Linked DNA regions of Mus musculus: region 1 is linked to region 2. The links are chromatin contacts, called in public HiChIP or PLAC-seq maps. All regions are on one chromosome and are shown on one strand. Each heading gives the region's core, a stretch centred on a gene start, on an enhancer-like site or on the middle of the called end of the contact. The rest is flanking DNA. Distances are from core to core; before and after follow the strand shown. Region 1 overlaps Gm46359 (a long non-coding RNA gene). Region 2 holds the start of Plekhh1 (pleckstrin homology domain containing, family H (with MyTH4 domain) member 1).

Region 1 (4,693 bases), core at 1,194-3,693, 89 kb after region 2:
CGTGCCTCTCTGGTGATGGAAACTAGAAGATACAAGTGCACAGTCCCCTGAAGATGTGGCAGGAGGTGACCCACTCTACCCCTCTTGAGGGAGGTCACACTTGTAAGGAGCCAGGACAGCAATGGCTATGGGCGCTTGGTGAGACAGCCCCCTAAGTGGCCTGGAACACAGCCTCTGTTGGCTTGGTCCTTAAATCTCTGGTGTCAGTTTCATAGAGAATGCTTGGCTTAGAGGTGGGCAGAGGTACACTGGAGGCTGTTGGCCATCAGGGGAGTTCCCTTGTTCAACATGAGCCATTTTACAGTTAACTCCATCAGTCTCTGGGATATGTGTGTCAGGGTGTAGGGGCTCTGAGTTTAGACTCATAGAATCCTACTTTTAGGGCTGGGCCTTAGTAATTAGTAAGCACAGGGTCCCCCATCTTACAAATTGGAAAAGAGAAGCCCAGGAAGGCACCTGTGGAAGAGGTAGGCTGGAGCTTGGGTTCGGCCTTTCCCACATCCTCCCAGAGAACCAGCCCCACCAGGGCCTCCATATTGTCGCCCCCGGGAGCCTTTCACTAGCCTGGTGCTCAAGAGGACAGATGGCTGGGGAAACTCATCAGGGCATCCAGTTGTCACTGCAATGAACCAAAGATGTAACATTTCTTGGTGCTTTATTGAATATTTGGCCCTCAGAAATTCACATTGCAATTTAATTCCCATTGTAACAGTACTGAAAGATGGGGCCTCTAAGGTTTCCTCCATGTGGATGGACTTAAAGGCTTTTAAGACTTGTAGGAGCGAATTCCTTTTTATTCTTTCACACTTCTTCCACATGAAGAGCAGTGTTATTCCCAAGGACGCTGTGTTCAAGGCGTTATGTTAAAAACAGGTACTAGGCTCTCCTCACACAGCAGATCCTGGTGCCTTGCTATTGGCCTTCAAAACTGTGAGGGGTAAATCAACTCTGGTTGTATGCATTTTCCAGGCTCAGGTAGTCTTTCTTTTTTAAGATTTGTTTTTATTTTAGGTGTATTGGTGTTTTGTCTACATGTATATTTATGTACCATGTACCTGTCTCATTCCCAGAGAGGTCAAAAGAGGGTGTTGATACTCTGTATCTGGAACTGGAGTCACAGATGCTTGTGAGCCACAATGTGGGTGCTGGGAATCAACCCCCTGTAAGAGCAAGAGTGCTCTAGACTGCTGAGCCCTCTCTCCAGCCCTTCAGTAGTCCTTTAGCACAGCCCAGCCCAGCACAGCACAGCACAGCACAGCACAGCACAGCACAGCACAGCACAGCACAGCACAGCACAGCACAGCACAGCACAGCCCAGCACAGCCCAGCCCAGCACAGCCCAGCACAGCACAGCCCAGCCCAGCACAGCACAGCACAGCCCAGCCCAGCACAGCACAGCACAGCACAGCACAGCACAGCACAGCCCAGCCCAGCACAGCACAGCACAGCCCAGCCCAGCACAGCCCAGCCCAGCACAGCACAGCACAGCACAGCAAAGACACCTGGCTGCTTGGTGGTATTGTTTGAGGTATGGTGTGTGGTGTGAGTGTGTATGTGTGTGTGTGTATGGTATGTGATATGTGTGTGGTGTGTGTATAGTGTGTAGTGTAGTATAGTGTAGTATAGTATATGGTGTGGTGTGTGTGGTATGTGTGTGTGTGGTGTAGTGCCTGTGTGTGATGTGTATATGTAGTCTGTGTGTGTGTACGGTATGTGATGTGTAGTGTGATGTAGTGTGTATAGTAGTGTGTGTGTGTGTGTGTGTGTGTGTGTGTGTGTGTGTGAGAGAGTATGTGGTCTGTGTGTGTGTGATGTGGTGTGCTTGGTATGTTGTATGTGTATATGTGTGGTATGCGGTCTGTGTGTGTGGTGTGGTATATGTATTGTGGTATGTGTGTGTGTGGTATATGTGGTGTGTATAGTGTGTGGTTTGTGCATGTGTGTGTATGTGTGCATTTGTGTATGCACCCATATGTGTGTTCTGTGTGAGTGTGTGGTATGATATGTGTGTGTGTGGTATATATATATATATATATATATGGGTGTGGTGTGTGGTCTGTGTGTGTATATAGTATGTCGTGTGGTATGTGTGTGTATGGTATGGCGTGTGTGTGTGTTATGGTGTGTGTGGTGAATGTATGTAGTATGGTATGTGTGGTGTATATGGTGTGTATGGTGTGTGGTTTGTGTGTGTGTGTGTTATGGTGTGTGTGGTGAATGTATGTAGTATGGTATGTGTGGTGTATATGGTGTGTATGGTGTGTGGTTTGTGTGTGTGTGTGAGTGGGTGTGTACGTGCATATGTGAATGACTGAGTGCGTGCATGAGTGTGTGTGTTGTTTTTCCGAGGCTTGTTTCCAAGGCTAGAAGGTCTTTACATCAGCCATAAGCAACGTGAGCTACATGGGCTGCTCTGTGACTCACTTCCCTCAAGTCAGGTTCATGTTTCCTTGTGAATAACCCTTGTGTGGGAGGGATTCTTTCTGACATCACTTCTGAACTTAATGTGTGTAGGGTGGAGGGAGGTGGCGCCAAATACATGCTATTTTTCCACCCAATTTCTCCCATAACCTGGTACCTAATTCTGACACACTCTTCTTGGAGTTGCATTAGATTTCAGAAATTAAAGGGTTTATTTCTATGCAAAGTACCCCCACCAAGGCAGGGTCCCCAGATGACCTACATTTCTATCTAGTTGACCACAAAATGAGGATTCTAATGGCATCCTTCTGAGAACGACCATCCATGAGAACAGAATGCAGGGAACACAAGGTCATGGCTTTATGACTGAGGTCATGTGTCAGAACAGTCAACAGACGTGTAAGGCGAGGTGTTTCTTCACCAACAGGGAACAGCCTTGGGCTTCATAATTCAACTCACACTTCAACTCACACTTCAACCCCTGGTGCCTCTCCCCTCCCTGGAGGTCAGACAGTGAGGCTGGGCATCCCCACCCTTTAATTAAGTGTTGGTTTTTCTGGCAACCAACCCCCATCCTGAAGATGTCTTGGAGTTTCACCTCATTATCGTGAACTCCAGCACACTTTGGAAGGAGTTTGTTATCGCACAGGCAATCCCACTGGGTTGTGAGCTACGTGCAAGGAAGCAGAGTCAAAGGGCAAACAGCTATTTGTGTTGGAGTAGGCTAAAAGGTGTGCTTTTCCAAGTGGCTAGGACCTTACAGATTAGAAGCCACATTCCTCTAGAGTTCTAGGCTGGAAGCCCAGCTCAGCGGAGGGTCTTAGCAGACCAGGCTGGGACATTTGCTCCAAAATACCAACTGGGAAAAGTTGGTGGTGAATAGGTAAAGAATTGATTCCAGTATGTCAAGATCCACCGTAGGAGTCCTGCAACAGATACGAAAATCCCTGCTGCCCCAGGGCCTTTCTTCATGTTAGCATAAAGACTGGAGACTTCCAGGTGCTACACTGGTGATCTGGAACAGGCTGTTGTAAAATATGGTAATTATGACGTCAGCCTTGATGGGAAGGGGGAGGACTACCAGTTTGTTTAAATTATTTTTTCTTTTCATTTCTTCCTTTCTTCTTTTCTTTTCTTTTCTTTTCTTTTCTTTCTTTCTTTCTTTCTTTCTTTCTTTCTTTCTTTCTTTCTTTCTTTCTTCCTTCCCTCCCTCCCTCCCTCCCTCCCTCTCTCTCTCTCTCTCTCTCTTTCTTTCTTTCTTTCTTTCTTCCCTTTCTTTCTTTTTTCTTTTTCTTTTTTTGGTTTTTTTCAAGACAGGGTTTCTCTGTGTAGCCCTGGATGTCCTGGAACTCACTCTGTAGACCAGGTTGGCCTCAAACTCAGAAATCCTCCTGCCTCTGCCTCCCAAGTACTGGGATTGGCCTTGAACTGACAGAAATCTGCCTGCCTTTCTTGAGTACTGATTAAATGTTGGGATTAAAGGCATGTAACACTAATGGCCAGCTGGGACTACCAGTTTTAAATGAATGTCCCTTAAGTGATTGACAGGTCTAAGTGCAGAGTTGTGCAGGTATTAGACCCAAAGTGTAAAGTGTCAAAGGAAACAGATATAAAAGAAAGGCAGCGATGCCGGGCTTACACCTGCTCTTTTACGTTAGAAGTCGTTGGGCTCAAGTGAAGAGCCCACACTTCCAGCCCAGACATCCTCTAAGGGCCTGGTACAGTCAACTCAACATTGAGGTGAGTTGTTTTTCCTAGTTTCCAGATAACAGCTTTAACTATACCAGGCTCTTCCACACCCCTCTTTCTGACTGTGCCCGCCTGCCACTCTCAGAACCCTGAGCTCCTCGCTGTCCGTGCCGTGTGTACCATCTTCCCGGAAGGACCACTTTCTGTTATTGCAATCAAATGTCTTACTGCCTCCCCACCCCCAAGTGATCAAAATGAGGAAGATGAGAATTGGAAGGAAGAAGTCAATGATTCAAAGTTGTCCCTGAAGTTAGTTAAGGGACCGGCTCCTCAAAGCTCTGCCTTCATGGAAGGTGGGGCGGGGCTCAGGGATGAGAGGGCTTTTGTGGGAGGGAAGGGAAAAGCAGGGAAAGTCAGCTGCACACTGAGTGAAGTCTTCACCAGCGGCCGACTTTCTTCTTTTTCCCTAGTTAGACTATACAACGGCTTGAGGTCACTCCAAGTCCTGCTCAGATGCTCCTTTCTCTATGGGACCTTGCTAGTTACTAAGGAAGCGCGTTAGGGGGTCTGAGTTCTGTGATGC
Region 2 (4,483 bases), core at 711-3,210:
TTGTAAAGTGCACTCCCTTGAGGCTCCCCTAATTCATACTTCAGCCAACAGTAAGTGCCTATTCTTCAAATCAGACTCCAGCGTTTGGTTTTCTCTCAGGGTCTTATTATATAGCCTAGGCAGGCCTGGAACTTGCTACATAGTAGACTGTGGATCTGTGATCCCACTACCTTACCCTTCCAAGTATTTTGATTATAGGGAAGGACCACCACGCCAGGCTATATTATCAGTCTGGAACCGGCTATTAGTAGAGGGTCAGACAGGGTTAGACAGCTTATTGGTCCATCCTTAGAATACAGATGGTGGCTCAGCACCCGTACGCAGTGATGGAGGGGATTCCCACACCTAAACATCTACACGAATAAAACATTCCCCAACCTGTAAGGAACACAGATTTCAATACATATACACAGCCTTGTAGAGATAAGGAAAATAATTAGGAGAGATGAGTTGGATGTGGTGACGTGTCACCAGCACTAGACAGGCTGCTGAGGCAGGAGGGCTGTTGAGAGACTCCGAAAAGAAAGGTGGGGGAAGGAGAAAGAGACAAACAGAGAAAAGAAATTTAAAAAAGAGAAAAAAGAAAAAGAATACACCATTAAGAGTGGATTGAGAGGAACACAGTTCTCTCTACTGCTGATGACCGATTCAGTCAGAAGGGCAGCACACTGGTTTAGGCTAATTGTTCATTTCCCTAAGTTTGGGACCACAGGGTTAACAATATCACAAAACAGCTCTGAGTAGGTCCCTTAGGCAGCTAGGGGAAGGCAAAGGACAGTATCACATGTGGAATCTAGAAGGCTTACGTTTGAGTCCTGTCTCTACGTGACCTTTACAGTCTTTCACTATAACCTTGGGCAAGACACAAGTTTTCTGAGTCCCAGTTTCCTCCTTCACAGAGAAAGGTGAATGGATTGTTGAACTGAGTGGCGACTATTTGCACCGCACAGTGTCCTGAACAAGACAGTCCAGAAAGTCTGGTGCTGAGGATTGATAGCTACTACATTGGGGGTGGGGGGAAGGGTTACTTATTTCAAATAACGATCTTTCGAGCATTCTCCTGGAACCCGGAGTTTGTCAATGTCAGTAAGTTTTATGAGGCGGATTTACAGTAGAAGCTGATTGAAGATCCTGACAGGGAGGAAGTATGCTGAAGGAGCAACAGGGAGAACATTCTATTTCCACAGGGTCTCGCTACCTCTGCCACCCTCCGTGGGAGACGTATTCCTAAGATTGCTAGGACACAAAGCCCCTGATGTCACTCAGAGTCCAACCTGTGTTCTTTTCTGCTTGGCAGGACGCCGTCAGTATGAGTTCAGCTTGACTCCTAGGACTCCTAGGAGAGACATCCAGCAATCACATTAACAAGCAACCTAGGACAAGCTGCTGAGAGGAGCGGAAGGGTTGAGCGGAGAGCACCGGGTTGGAAGGAAGCCTGCACGTACATCCCGGGGCCTTCCCAGGAGCAACTGGATCAAGCCGGTCCCAAAGAGCAGGACCTACTGCGGGAGGGGCAGTCACCGCCTCCCAGTGCGGGTGTCCTGGAGCTCCTGGTTGCCTGCGCCCGTCCCACGGCTCCCAGGTAGAGAGGCACCTGCTCCAGAGTTGCCCTCCCGGCCGCGAGGAGTCAGCCCTGTCCGTCCCGCCGGACGCCCTCTCCCAGCGGCACACCCCCCGGCCCTCCCCGACCCGCCCGGCTCACCTGAGTGAGCTGCCGGGAGTCCCGCCGCGACCCCGACCGCCACGCGCGCCTCTGCCCCACAGTGGCTCTCCCCGAGTGCGGAGAGGCCCCCGGGTCTCCGCTCCCCCGCTGCAGGGGTCGCGGTGGGCGTGGCGGGCCGAGGTCGGAGCCTGGAAGGTCCCCGGAGCTCCGCACAAAGCCCGCCCCAGCGCTGGGAGCAGCGCCGCGCCGGCTGTGTCCGCACCGCGCTCGCTCGGCGGGCAGCTCGCGGCCAGGCACAGGAAATGACCTCAGCAGCCGCAGCCTCCCACCGCGGGGCGCGGCCGGGGCCGCCTGGAGGGCTGGCTGCGCGCTGCGACCCCCAGACAGCGTGGGATCCCCGGCGGGATGCTCACCAGACTGGACCCTCCCTCCGCGGAAGGAGGTCCCAGCGAGTGTCTAGCCACCTGTAGGAAAGTCCCACCTGGTTACTGGGAGCGAGCAGTCTGCACAACTGATTTGGAGTTGAGAGAGAGAGAAGGGGGAGCGAGTCACTACAGCTCTAGGAGAACCTGTTTGTTTGTGTTTGTCTTGCTTATTTTAAAGGCGACAGCCAGGGAGCCAGAAGGGCAAGGAGCCCTGGTTTGCAATACCTAACTCACACAATAACAATTATACACCCAGAGGGAGTGGGACACTAGATGTTTGGTTAGGGGACTAGATGTTTGGTTAGGGGATGGGGCTGAGGAAGATGCAAATGAAATGTAGTTAGGAAGGAGCTTCTTCTAAGTGGGCGGCGGAACTCATGAAGGAGGTCCTGGGTTTAATTCCCAGCACACAAAATGAATGAAAGAAAGAAAGAAAGAAAGAAAGAAAGAAAGAAAGAAAGAAAGAAAGGAAGGAAGGAAGGAAGGAAGGAAGGAAGGAAGGAAGGAAGGAAGGAAGGAAGGAAGGAAGGAAAGAAAAGGGGAGGGGAGGGGAGGGGAGGGGAAAACAAAAGCTGCCTTTCCCAATTCCATAAACTGAACAGAAACAAAACACCCCGGGGCCTAGAATATTCACTCCAAGCACTCACCGAGAAAAATCCCCAGCCCCACCCCAGGTTTAAATCTGAATCTGGGGGTGGGAAGGGAGAGGGGAATTGCCCACGGAGCAAACCTCCTTAGGCATTCTCATGCACGGTTTTGAAAGCTCAGGAACTAAGGAAGGCAGTTAAATTGGGTGGGTGGGACTCCAAGTGACTTTATAGGCAAGACCTCTGGGTTTTGTGAAGGGGTGACACTTCCATACACTTTGAATAGGCAATCTTGAGCATGATATGAATTTCAAATTCAGAGGGCTAATAGTGGACACTAAGACTTTATCCGTTTTTGGCAGATCACCCCTACCCAAATGCAACTATTGTCATTATATATATTATGTATATGCATATTCATATATGTATTTATATGCATCTGTCTATATCCATATATATATGTATTTACAAACACCTTTTTTTTTAATTAATTAATTTATTTATTTATTTATTTTTTTTGAGACAGGGTTTCTCTGTGTAGCCCTGGCTGTCCTGGAACTCACTTTGTAGACCAGGCTGGCCTCGAACTCAGAAATCCGCCTGCCTCTGCCTCCCAAGTGCTGGGATTAAAGGCGTGCGCCACCACGCCCGGCTACAAACACCTTTTAATGCTAATTAAGCAGCCCTTCTTTTCACTCCCTCCCCGCCCCCCTTGAGATAGGATCACAGCAAGTATCTCCCTGGCTGATCTGTAACCCACCTTGTAGATCAGCCTGGCCTTGAACTCACAGAGGTCTGTTGGCCTCTACCTCCAGAATGCCAGGACTAATGATGTATGCCACCACACCCAGCTTGCTTTTTATTCTTGACATTATTAATTTGTTGACGCTAAGTGTGATGTATTAAAAACCTTACATTTGTAATAACAAATAGTTGAATTTTAGATGGTTAGCTTGTTGTTACTAGTGACCAGACACTGAAGGATAGAGCTCCAGAGGTGAGAAGAATGTCACCATGTGCCTTGGCTTCAAGGATACCTTAGGGTACCTTTGGGAGGTGAGGATAAAATTCAGTCTGGACCAATTTGGATCCTTGGTGGTGGCAGAGTTCTCCTATTAGCAGCAATGGAACATGAGCAGAGGCCATTGACAAATGGCCTCTTATCAATTCCTAAGGGTGAGATACTTTAAATGGCTGAGGCCAAATCAGCTAACTGCTCATGTACCAGCAAGCAGGCACAAAATAGTCACCTACCCTACTTAAAGGCAGGTCAATAGTTGGGCTTATCTGATTCATTCAAAGGCAGCAGGGCCCAGATAGTCTTCCTGGCTGATTCTGTGTCATGAAACCACTTATTTCACTGAGGAAAGAGTATTTCCTCTCAAGCACATTAAGACCTAGCTAGTGTTGGGCATATATTTTGATGGCCTTGGAAGTGCTTATCTAACCAAGCTCTGAAGTACAGATTCATGACTAGACCATTTCAAATGCCAACCTCACTTCTGGGGTAGAGGAGTCTGTTTGTATACACACACTAGAAAGCTGAGGCTGGAGTGTTAGCCAAGTCCATACAGAGTCGTCGGTATAATTGTATCTTAGTCTGGTCCCAGGTTCCTGGATAGCACTGTGGGAAAGAAGAGGAACCTGAAAACCGGAGAGACTTCAGTTCAAATCCCCACTTTGTTACTTTAGTGGTCATGTGACTTTCAAGAAGTTGCTGGGTCTTCTGGGTTAATTCTTCCTTTGTAAAGCGTTGTTAGTAATAAATTCTCTAGGAAGAATTAGTTGAGGGAGGGGCTGGAGAAATG

The links. HiChIP or PLAC-seq counts read pairs in DNA pulled down with a chosen protein or histone mark.
Region 1: a contact with region 2 is called in an H3K27ac HiChIP or PLAC-seq map of trophoblast stem cells, with 12 read pairs. The contact joins the enhancer-like site here to the promoter of Plekhh1 in region 2. A contact is called at or near these places in 4 of 39 promoter capture datasets (Sertoli cells, cranial neural crest, embryonic stem cells and 1 more), 2 of 15 datasets of contacts at CTCF or cohesin (large pre-B cells and pro-B cells), 89 of 484 Hi-C or Micro-C datasets (the AML12 cell line, B cells, the BV-2 cell line and 49 more), 18 of 115 datasets of contacts at active chromatin or transcription factors (the 230-238 cell line, bone marrow-derived dendritic cells, cardiomyocytes and 10 more) and 4 of 9 other capture datasets (adipose tissue, embryonic stem cells, liver and 1 more).

Annotation. Positions count from the first base shown.
Region 1 is chr12:78,938,006-78,942,698 of GRCm38.p6, reverse strand. All of the region lies in intron 2 of Gm46359 (a long non-coding RNA gene), which reads right to left. Gm46360 (a long non-coding RNA gene) reads right to left here. Exons shown (of 3, transcript XR_001780636.1): 3 at 2,225-3,446. Among named protein-coding and RNA genes, the nearest start is that of Gm46360, 11 kb to the right of the region's middle. Within about 2 kb of position 2,443, at least 29 of the 459 cell types and tissues checked have an H3K27ac peak or open chromatin away from gene starts, as enhancers often do. A contact at or near this core is called in CD8 T cells, intestinal villus epithelium and trophoblast stem cells, where this site is marked.
Region 2 is chr12:79,026,640-79,031,122 of GRCm38.p6, reverse strand. Plekhh1 (pleckstrin homology domain containing, family H (with MyTH4 domain) member 1) reads right to left here and starts at 1,960. Exons shown (of 29, transcript NM_181073.3): 1 at 1,703-1,960.